Regions from separate parts of the Mus musculus genome. Here region 1 is linked to region 2. The links are chromatin contacts, called in public promoter capture Hi-C maps. All regions are on one chromosome and are shown on one strand. Each heading gives the region's core, a stretch centred on a gene start, on an enhancer-like site or on the middle of the called end of the contact. The rest is flanking DNA. Distances are from core to core; before and after follow the strand shown.

The links. Promoter capture Hi-C pulls out the DNA fragments that hold promoters and counts their contacts.
Region 1: a contact with region 2 is called in a promoter capture Hi-C map of pre-B cells, with 4 times the contacts expected there. The contact joins the promoter of Aars2 here to the promoter of Ppp1r11 in region 2. A contact is called at or near these places in 2 of 39 promoter capture datasets (liver and pre-B cells) and 2 of 9 other capture datasets (adipose tissue and liver).

What each region holds. Positions count from the first base shown.
Region 1 is chr17:45,505,412-45,511,183 of GRCm38.p6, reverse strand. Aars2 (alanyl-tRNA synthetase 2, mitochondrial) reads right to left here and starts at 4,343. Exons shown (of 22, transcript NM_198608.2): 1 at 4,103-4,343; 2 at 3,474-3,665; 3 at 2,558-2,703; 4 at 2,152-2,319; 5 at 1,644-1,788. The coding sequence starts at 4,330.
Region 2 is chr17:36,947,917-36,953,769 of GRCm38.p6, reverse strand. Ppp1r11 (protein phosphatase 1, regulatory inhibitor subunit 11) reads left to right here and starts at 1,978. Exons shown (of 3, transcript NM_029632.3): 1 at 1,978-2,347; 2 at 3,785-3,893; 3 at 4,216-5,415. The coding sequence starts at 2,264. The coding sequence ends at 4,418. It overlaps Rnf39 (ring finger protein 39), which reads right to left. Exons shown (of 4, transcript NM_001099632.1): 4 at 5,784-5,853.

The DNA.
Region 1 (5,772 bases), core at 3,094-5,593, 8.6 Mb before region 2:
TCAGCTACCTGGCTGTCTTCCCCCCAAAGCAGGAACTACTAGAAGGGCCCAGAAAGGAAAAGGAGGTCCCTAGTTTAGGATCTAATTTACACTTCCTGTTGGCTGAGAGCCAAGAAACTTCAGGACAATTGATAAAACTGAAGCTACCTAGAGATAGAACTTGTGTTTGTAAAGACTTTTCAAACAGTGCCGTTAAAAGCAACACATTAGGTAGGAGCCGGAGAGATGAAGAGTGCTTGCTGCTTTTCCAGAGGGCCTGAGTTTGGTTCCTAGCACCCACACTGGGTGGCTCACAACCACCTGTGACTCCAGCTGCAGGTGGTCTGATGCCTTCTTCTGGTCTCTGTGGGTATACACAGACACACACAGAGACACACATGACACTTACATGCTCACAGACAGACATACAGACAGATAGATATACACACAGACACATACACGTGACATAGACAGATAGACAGACAGATGCACACACACACACACACACACACACACATACACACACACACACAGATATCTCCATATCTTTTCTATTTGAGCCTCTGTACCAAGCATAAAGGTTTTGGATGAGGGAAGCTAGTTAAACCACACCCACCTGCAGCAACCTCTTTCGTATTGCCACCTTAAAGAAAATGGCAGGCCCTCTACCAAAAGCCCTATTCTATCTCCCCTAACACACTAGACTCCTCATGTGCCTAGATGCCAGGAGAGTGGCAGCTGTTACTCTTAATTCCCCGAGTCGGTCCACAGGCTCAGGACACTAGAGGGCTAACAGTACAGTGGATGCATTCAAGCAGATGTGCCTTTTTCATCATGTCCCGACATTCTCTGACAAGCATATTCCTCCTCTGGGATACAGGACTATGCTGTGGACTACTTATCAACTATGTGGGATGAAGGCCTTTGCCTTCCTCTAAGACCTCTTAAGAAAGGACCCTCACGGGCTGGTGAGATGGCTCAGTGGTTAAGAGTGCTGACTGCTCTTCCAAAGTCCTGAGTTCAAATCCCAGCAACCACATGGTGGCTCACAACCATCCGTAACGAAATCTGATGCCCTCTTCTGGAGTGTCTGAAGACAGCTACAGTGTACTTACATATAATAAATAAATGAATCTTTAAAAAAAAAAAAAAAAAGAAAAGAAAAAAAAGAAAGGACCTTCACTCAGCCTTGGAGAATGGTGTTGGGGTCTGAACTCTCTTCAGAGTCCTGCCATGCTCCTGACTGTGAAGTTAATAAATCTTTTAATAACTCTTTTACCCAAATAGACGATCTGCCTCAGTGTCCACTTAAGCCCCAAGCCCAGAACCTTTCATAAGGGACACATGCACATTTTGAATGGATGTGGGGAAGAGTGAGGGGCATCAGGCAGCAGTATACTTGATACCCTGGGGTCCTTGGTCTGTACCGTCTACCACATGTTGGGAATACTCTTAAGTTTTCAACAATACCAGGGGAGGAGGGGCTGGGGAGATGGCTCGGCTAGTAGAGTGTTTACCTCATAAGCACCAGGACCCAACGTTGACCTCTGCAACCCACGTACAATTGCTGGCACAGTGGCATATGCTTATAATGCCAATACCGGACACACACACACACCTGGAAAACTAACAAAACAATGGAGTTGAGGCAGAAGGGAGCTTACCTGGTGTATGGCGTCGAGCAGTGGAGAGAAGAGGTCGGTGTCGTAGGTGGAACGTTTGCCTTGCAGGACGGCCACCAGCCTTTCCAGGCCCATTCCTGTGTCTACATGTCGCTGCGGCAGCAGCTGCAGGCTTCCATCTGCCTCTCTGGCCAGGAAAAGTGCGAAAGGTGAGGCCAACTGAGTCTGGCAGGTCTGAGGCAGGTGCTCGAGTTCAGCAGAAACCTGATAACCCACGGCGTGAGAGTAGCAGGGACCTGAGGGCAGATGGACCTAGACATGCCCGCTAAGACAGAGTCTTTGTCTTTAGAGAGACCTGCCAAGCAAGATACGCTAGAAGAAAACCATAGGAATCCCCAAGCTTAACTCCACTGTATGACAGGAGGCCAGAGAGCATCAGTAACTAACTAGTCCAGGCTGTCATGGACAAGGACGAAAATTAGATCAGTTTTTCTTTTTAAAAAACATTTAAATTAAGCCAACAACTAATGGTAGCCATGGCCACCATTACCTGTAGTGTTGCATGAAGACCAGATTCCAAAGCTCTACCAGCTGGGGGCTTCCCACGCCCCCAGCCAGGTCATAGTGGATCTCAGTACAAGGCCCACAAGGCCCAGTGTCTCCCATCTCCCAGAAGTTCTCTTGTGGTCCGAAGGAGAGCACACGGCTGGCAGGCACTCTGGGGGAGAGAGCCATATAAGTGGTGGGAGACTGGCATGTTCAGAAGCTGGCAACCTCTCCCTCCCTGCCTCCTGCTATGACAACCTCTCACCCAAGTCCAGCTCAGGAAGAAGGGTCCTAGGGCTGAGTGACATACAGGACGCTGGCACATACCGAACTCATGAGGGTTTGTACTGACTGTCTGCTTTCCACTCTTCCCATTGCCAGTGAGGGACAGAAGAAGGGGCCTGACTTACCCCAAGCTTAGCCAGATGTCTCTGGTCTCCAGGTCTGGGTCCAGTCCTGTCTGGGAGTCACCACTGAAGTAGGAGACCCACAACCTGTCCTCAGGGATCCCGTAGACTTGAGTCAGAAGTTCCCAGGCCATGCTACAAGCTTCCTCCTGTAGGCAAAACCACCACGGGGGGTGGAGAGATGTGACATTGGGGCCACCCAAGATCATGAGGCCAAGACAAAAACCATTCCCACTACCCACCCTAGTTTCAGATCAAGCCATGTCCATTTCTGCCTTGAGTTTTTCCTGTCCCCATTCTTACAAGCCTACCTTCTTTCCAGACCCAGATGAATTCTATCTTCTCCTTAAGCCTCTCAACCCACACACCCTGACCTGGGGACTTCATGTCCAATGACAATCTCAATACAGCTGCCTGGCTATCTGCTCAGCTAACTTTTAAATAGCCATTAAGCAGGAGACAACCCCTTCCTTCAATCAGCGAAGTGAGGCATATTCTTTCCTATTGGATGTCGTGTGTGTATGTGTGTGCCCGTGCCCGTGTATGTGTGGTGTACACACCTGTAACATGTGGACATGTGCTTGTGAAAGTCAAAGGACAACTATGGGTGACTGTACTTAGGAGCTAATTTTTGTTTAAAACAGGGTCTCTCATTAGCTTGGGACTTTGATGTTGGCCAGACTAGCTTGTCTGTGAACTTCTTCAGGGATCTGTTTCCATCTCCCATCTGGCCATTCCAGCATCATAGGCACACACCGTTAGCCCGCACTTTAAATTCGAGTTCTGGGGAATCCACAAGCACTTTACCAACCCAGTCATCTTTCTGTCTCCCCTATAACACACTGTGTTTAGCTCTTGGTCACAACATCCAGCACTCAGGGTTCAAAGACTTTAACTCTAGAGCTCCCTGGAAACTCACCTTAAAATATTCACCCCCGAAAGCCCAGTTGCCAAGCATCTCGAAAAACGTATGATGAGAGAGATCACGCCCCACATCCTCCAGGTCGTTATGGCGTCCTCCAGCCCTGACACACTTCTGGCTATTAACTACACGTCGGAAGCCTGCCATCTCACTTCGTGGATCCACTGTGCCCAGGAAGATGGGCTTGAACTAGAAGCACATAAAAGTCAGGAAGGGTAGAGAAGAGGTAAATGAACTTAAACAAGAGACTCTGCCTAGTAAAAAGTAGTAAAATTTACAGATAAGGGAAGTGGTTGGACAGAATCAAAGCTTCAAGAATATTACCAAGCACCTAGCAGGAGTGCAATAAATGTCTACTCAATGGATGAATTTTATTTATTTAAATAGTCTTCCACTCAGAGCCTGCCCCTCAGGACTTCACAGCTGCTATCCAGAGATAATAAACTTAATTTCTCCCCACAAGTTTCCAAGCTAATTCCCCAAGACCTAACCAGGCCCCCACCCCATTTTACCCAGCCTCTCTTCCACTCAGAGTTCCGCCCCTCACTTTTTTGGTCCAATCCTGAAGCGCTTTTCTCAGGCTGACTCCCGAGCTCCGCCCCCGATCGGTGTGGCCCCGCCCCTACCTGGTTCATGCCTGCATTGACGAAAAGCAGGCTGGGGTCGCCGCGCGGCCTCACGGTAGCGGAGGGCACGAGCCGGTGGCCGTGGCGATCTCGGAAGAAGCTCAGGAAGGCGTCCCGCACGGCCGCTCCGTGGGGTGGACCGGGCTCGGTTGAGAAAGGCTGCCATGGGCACGACCTCCCAATGGCTCGCCGCAGCTTACCGGCTGCGGCAGCCAACGCCACCGCCATCTTAGCTCCGGGCAACGGCTTCGCGGGGTCAAAGAGTGACGTTCGAAAGGACGCCTAGTGTTTCCTACAGCGGCCCCTGGCGGGTGGAAGACTTGGGGGGGGGGCAAGTCTCAGCTTCTAGTGAAAGTGTTTCCCCAAGAAGGGGACTTCTTCCCCTGGCGAGCGGCTCAGCATACCGTAACTTTGCATAGAGTAGGCCCTTAATTCATCCAGGATTGAACAGATAATTATAAAAAGATCATTACATGCTAGGCTGTATTTTGAACGTTAGTAGCAATATTAACACAATGCCTCTGCTTCCAAAATCTGTATTCTGGCAGTAATGGTTGTTGTGCTATTGATTTTGTGGAGTTGCAAAGGAACAGGTGTGGGTGCAATTCGGTGCGTGGACCGTGTGGTTTGTGCTGATCCAGGCTGAAGAGTGCCAAGGGATCGTGAGTATTCAAGAGGTGGTCAAGAACCCTGCGTAAGTGCCAGGCACTGCTCTAAGACCTTGCCAGGTCCTCTTCTGCCCTCGGTTTGCAGAGCCACTTTGTCCTTAGGGACTGAAGCAGGTTCTTTGGAGCAGGAGTCTGGTGGAGACACAGAAGCCAGACTGCATCTGCTCCATTATTAATTGCTTAATGACATTTGGTCTTTTAATTTGCTTGGGGATGAGAGAATCCAGGTCGACAGGTCAGGACAAAGCTGTTGGCTGAGAGCTGTGGCGATGGCTTTCCATGAGCCTCCCAGGGCCCTGAGGCTTTGAATTTTGCTGAGAGAAAAGAGATACCTGTCCTGGCAGGCCCAGTCCCCTTGACTTCCTTTCTATGGTAACAGACCTTGTGGGTGCAGCTAGACAGCTCAAGGACTTCTCATGATGACCTTGCTTGACCTTTAGTCTGGGAAAGTTAGCAGATCTAGGAAGAGAAAGGGATTTGCCAAGTTTAAGACCCAACAGAGCAGTGGTTCTCACCCTGTGGGTTGCAACCACATAGGGTTGCATATCATTCATTTACATTACGATTTGTAACAATAGCAAAATTACAGTTATGAAGTAGCAATGAAATAATTCTATGGTTAGGGGCCATCACAACATGAGGAACTGTTTTAAAGGGTTGAAGCATTAGGAAGGTTGAGAGCCACTGCACTAGAGGTTACAGAACTGAGGTCTTTGTGGTCAGAAGGACAGCCTTGGCCACCCAGGGGGCTCTTTTGGCCACCAGTCTTTGTGTGTTATTTGGGTCTTTTGAACTTTTGAAGCACAGCTTCTTTTCGGGGAATACATAGTCTATTTTGGACTTGAGTTTCTATAGCAATAGTGAATTCTGACAAGCCTGTATATCTATCCCGTGATCCTCTGCCTTCTCTTTTCCATGTAGGTTAAAGGTGTTGTTCTGCCTCTTTTGGTTTCCTCCAGGGTGTTTGGAACAGAAACCTGAAGCCAGATGGGGATTTTTGAG
Region 2 (5,853 bases), core at 729-3,228:
TGGTGCCTGCCCATGGGATGGGTCTCAAGTTGGACAGGGTTATTGGTTGGCCATCCCTTAGCCTCTGCTCCATCCCCTGTGCCTGCCTTTCTTATAGACAGAACAAATATCAGGTTCAAAGTTTTGTGGGTGGATTGGTGTGTCTTGATCCACTGAGGTCCTGCCTGACTACAGAGGTAGGTTCTTCAGATTCCATGTCCCTGATGTGTGAATCACGGCTAAGGTCACCTCCACTGACTCTTGGGTGCCTCCTCTATCCCAGGTCTCTGCCTCATCCTGGGAAGTTCTCCCCCAACCCCTCACCCCTGCTAGTTGCAGATTTCCATTCATTTTCATGGCCATCTAGCCAACTCTTCCTGTCCTTCCCCACACTGGATCCTGACTCCACCCTATTCCTTTCCCCATTGCCCCACCTTCCCAGTTCCCTTCCTCCATCTGACTTATGACTATTCCCCCTTCGAAATGAGATTCAAGAGTCCTCACTTGGGCCATGGAGTGTACTGTGGTACCTGTATTTTGTGGATAATATCCACTTATAATGAGTACATACCATGCTTCTTGTCCTCTGAGAGGCTCCACCCAGCTGCTCACTCAAGATACAGATACCCATAGCCAAACACTGGAAGGAGCTTGGGGACTCTTATAGAAGAATAGAAAGAAGGATTTCAAGTCCCAAAGGGAATAAGAACATCATAGGAAGACCAAATGAGTCAACTAACCCTTAGGACTCTCAGAATCTGAACTACCAAGCAAAGAGCATACATGGGCTGGACCTAGTCCTCCCCTCACATATGTAGCAGATGTGCAACTTGGTTGTCATGCGGGTCCCAAACAACTGGATCAGGGACAATCCCAAAAGCTGTTGCTTGTACATGGGACAGGTTCTTCTAGCTGGGCTGCCTTGTCTAGCCTCAGTGGGAGAGGAAGCACCTAGTGTCGCTGAGATTTGAAGTGTCAGGGTGTGGGGATAGCCAGGGGGATCCCACCCAACTCAGAGAAGGGGATGGGGATGGGGGAAGGATTGTGGGAGGGAGTACCTGGGAGAGGGGCAGTGAACAGGGTGTAAAGTGAATAATAATAATAATAAAATAATTCTTTGTTGGGTGGTGGTGGTGGCCTTTGATCCCAACACTGGAGGAGGCATAAGCAGGTAAGTTTCTGAATTTGAGGCCAGTCTGGTCTACAGAGAGAGTTCCAAAAGGGCCAAGGCTACACAAAGAAACCCTATTTGGGAAAACAAAACAAAACAAACAAACAAACAAACAAACAAACAAAAAAAAACCTTCAATGTCTGGTTAAAAGAGGTAGGCGGGCTGCCACGACAGTTTGTACAAGCTAGGAGCTTACAAATTAGAGCCCCCTCCCCCCGTTTGGACTCTCGAGCATAGTAAGCCTAAATGAAAACCATTACAAGGACAATACAAAAAAGATGCACTTATATGTATTATACATATATCTTATCTAAATCTAGTTTCTCATTGTAAGGAAACAAAAACTGGTATTTTTGGATGGATAGTGGAGAGATTTAACAAAATTTAACCAGATGAATTTGGATTTGTTACTCTGCCCCCTGCATCTAACCTTTGCATTCCTCAAACTGGGAGCTAAATGGTAATCTAGGTGTTTCAGGCTTTAATCTTAGGGCCTACTACAGTCAAAAAATTTCAGGTTTAGTGTACCTTCACTGGGATATCAACAAACAGGGAGACGGCTAGAACCCAGTGTATTTCCTGCTCCTGGAAAACCGCTCCTTGACAGAATGATAAAAAGGAATTTGGAGATAGCTCCCTGTCCCACCTAATTTTTTCACCTAAGCTTATGGATACAGCAGATAGGGTAAGGATTCTAGGCACACAGACCTCATCCTTTCAGCACAACGGCCTCGAGTTGACCAGCCAATGAACTTAAGCCTTGCCTAGCCCCACCCCCCCCACTATGACATCACTTCTGCCAACCTCAGCGTCTGCGCACTATTGCATTACGGCGGAACTATTCTGGCGACGCCTGCTTTGACCCAGGCGGTGGTGGGGAAGGGAAACTGTGTTCTGCAGGATGCGTCACAACCGGAAGTGAAAGGCCGGAAGTGGGGTTGGACAGGTTTTCCCCAGGGGTGGGGAAGCAGAGGCCGTGGAGGAGTAGGGGAGATTAAGAAGCTAGAGCATCCTGGCCTCTACTCCGAGTCTTGTACCGGTTCTCTTAGATCTCTGAGGCTCAGAAAAAGGAAAGGGTGTCTCATCCCGCTTTCTCGCTTTTCGCTTTAGCCATGGCGGAGACAGGGGCCGGGATAAGTGAGACCGTCACTGAGACAACGGTTACTGAGACAACGGTTACCGAGACAACCGAGCCAGTGAGAAAGGCGGGCAGGGGGTCTATTTAGGGGTCTGGGAGGCACTGGGAGGGGGAGGGGGGTTTGGAAAGTTGGTGGGTTTGGGATCTGGGACATCATGTGGGGTTTACTCTTATTGGGAAAATCGCAAGGAACTAAATAGAGATGCTTGGAGCCGCTCAAATGGTTCAAGTGACTGGTCAAGGATTGTTTAATCCGTAGTTACAATTAGAGTATAGGTGTTAAGGCTTGGGGTGGTGGTCTATGTACGTAATAAACGGAAACTGGGTTAAGGAGCCAGAAAGGTACTGGGAGGAAGTGAAACGCCATTTGAGAAGGCGTGGTTTTGGAGGCAAATGTACAGAACGAGTACTTACCAATAGTGCTTACCAATAGATAGTCATGGAATGGGTGCGTGTTAAAGCGGAGGAAATGAGGAAACAAGAAAATAAGGTGAAGTGTGTTTTGGCAGATCAGGGAGGAGAGAAGCAAATGAGCAAACAACTTTTGCAAAAACAAATTGCTTTCAAAGGGAGAAAGATGCGTTGGGTTTGACAATGTCTGGGTTGAAGGAGATTAGTAGTTTAGCAGTTATTACCAGAGATGCCAGAATGTTAAAGAATAAGTGGATAGGATTAGGGAGCCCTGGGCTTGAAGATGAGAGAAGAAAGAATGAAGGCTTTTTTGTAGAAGGAGGGTTTTGGATATTTGTTTTATTTTGATATGTGTGTGTGTGTGTGTGTGTGTGTAGGCCTGAAGTTAACCTCAGATGTCTGAGACATGGTCTATATTTATTTATTTATTTATTTACTTATGATACAGAGTCATTGTGCCTGGAGCTGGCCAAATAGGCTAGTCTGGCTAGCAAGAGATCTGCCTTTTTGCACCACCACCACCACCACATTTGACTTTTTGTTGTTGTTTTTGTTCCCGTGGATACAAGGGATCAAACTCAGGTCTTCATGCTTGCACCAAAAGAGCTTTACCAACAGAGATGTCTCCCCATCCCTGCTTTATTTTATTTTATTTTTTTCTGAGAAAATAGCTATACCATGTTGCAGAGGCCATTTCAGTCTCCCAAGTGCTGAGATTACATACCTCAGTCTCTTTAGAACATGAATAAGAGGTGTGAAGAAGAAAGTGAGATCAAAGGCCAGTCACAGGAAAGGGAGAAAATAACATTCATATATTAATGCCACCAAGGGTGATAGCGTTGGTTGTATCTTAGTTTGCCAATTTGCTGGCACCTTCCCTAGTTTAAGAATTGCCTTCTTTGCATACTATTGGTTATCAAGAACAGGGATTCATACTCTCCACAAACAGGCTGTCCTGCCTCTCCAGGGGCATGATGTGTGTTACTGACTGAGCCAGGGAAGAGAAAAAAGGAGGTTCCATAGGAAACAGGAAAAATCAAGAGGAAGTGAGTCAGATGGGCCCACACCTCTTTTAACTTTTCAGGAGAATCAGAGCCTAACTATGAAACTTCGGAAACGCAAGCCAGAGAAGAAGGTGGAGTGGTCCAGTGACACTGTGGACAATGAGCATATGGGGCGACGCTCGTCGAAATGTGAGTGTGGGTGGCCCAGTGTCCCTGGCCACCATCTCACTGTTGCTTTATAGCTCTATCGAGTTCTTGGTTGGAAAGAAAAATAGGTGGGAATAAAACTATGCGGTACCAACTGCCTGGAGTTAGGGGTGGGGGCGGGGGCAAGCCATGGCAGAATGGGAGTCAGGTTTTTCCGACTCTCTCTTGAATTCCTGGGGGAAGAGGCTAAGGCAGCTGGATTCCAGAAAAGTAGGGAGAGGTTTTCACACAGATCTGGTGGAAATGAAACTGACTGAACACTGCTCTTCATCCTTCTTAGCTGGCTTTCTCTCTCTCCATTCAGGCTGCTGTATTTATGAGAAGCCTCGGGCCTTTGGCGAGAGCTCCACCGAGAGTGATGAGGATGAAGAAGAAGGCTGTAGTCATAAGCACTGTGTACGGGGTCACCGCAAAGGACGGCGTCCTACAACCCCAGCACCCACCCCAACCACTCCTCCACAGCCTCCTGATCCCTCTAAGCCCCCTCCAGGACCTATGCAGCACTAAATCCCTCTCACCATTCATGTGTCTGCCTGCCCCAAATATATCCATCTGACATGGGGACTCCACCCATTGCCTCCGTTCTCCTGCCCCCTTCTTCCGTCTCCTGAGTGATAGAGAAGAGGAAGAGGAGGGTGGATACAGATCCTGGAATTCTGACTTGCTGCTGTTCCAGAACCCAGGCTTCTGGGTTCTCCCAGCCCCTGCTTCCCTACAGTTTGCTCCCATGCCTGGGATCCAGGCATCTTGGTCCCAGTCTATCCCTTTTGTTCTCACTGCCAAACTACCTGTCCTGGGATCCAGTATCTTGGCCACCTGCACCCTCAGCTTGAGTCCCAAGCACTTCAACTGGGTTTTCAACGGTCCCAGCTTTCACTGCCAGGGCTCCAATCAGATGCCAGGCAATCTTGCACCCCAGTTCTGCGTATTAATCCTGGCTTATGGTTCTTCTACTGATGCAGTTTTCCTAAATCTTAGTTCTTGCCTGTGGGATGTAAGGTTGTGTGGAGACTATAGGGTTCCCTGGCCCTTCTGCTCCTCTTACCCCTTATGGCTCTCCAAAGGAGTTAGGAGAGGTCTTTGTCATTCACACCTAATGGAAAGTGGAACCAAAAAAAAAAAAAAAATAGCCATGTCCTGAATATAACATTTCTGACAAAGCTGGCTGAGACCACTGACTTAGAGCCAATGATTTTCTCAGCCTTTAATCTTTGAGCTTCAGCATTGGTGTCCTAGGGGCCTGGGTCCCTAAAAGGAAAGAGGGAGAAAGCAAAGAGATGAGGGGACAGGCCCCTGCAGTATGCTCCTACCCTTTCCTGCCTAGGCTTTGGTGTCTGCCAACCCAGGTGTCTTGCTCTCTCAGCCCTCCCCGGCTGGTGCTAGGATCTGGGTACTGCCCTCCAGGCCTCTGGCTGTGCACAGTACAGAAATCAGCAAAACCCATGGCACCACTTAGATCTCATTTATTGCCACAGATGCACAAAATAAATAACCCAACATTGCACAGTGTGTTAAATACAGGCCCATTTATACACAAGGGAAGGATGGGAGACTATACAGAATGTTTGGGGTGCCTGAGTTGCTCCCGGGTTGAGGAAGGAGGTAGCACCATTAGTTCTTTTATGTGCAAGATAAAGTTCCAAGAGGGTGTTCAATGGGAAAAGGCCACGAGCAGAGGAAACAGTCATAAATGAAAGGTTGAGTATAGACTGGCTTGCATACATATCCTAGAATTTATGTTCTAGGCTTCAGGTTTGAGCTGCGCGGCTTAGGTTATGAGTTAAATGTCTTAGGAAGACTTTTTTTTTTCCTCTGAGAATCCTCAGAGTGGACATGAGCAGGAAGCTGCAGACTTCCTGCTGTGCATCATGCCCTGAGCCTTTTGGGATTGGAGGTAAATTAGGACTGTTTCCCAACACTGGTGGTACAAACAGAGCCTCTT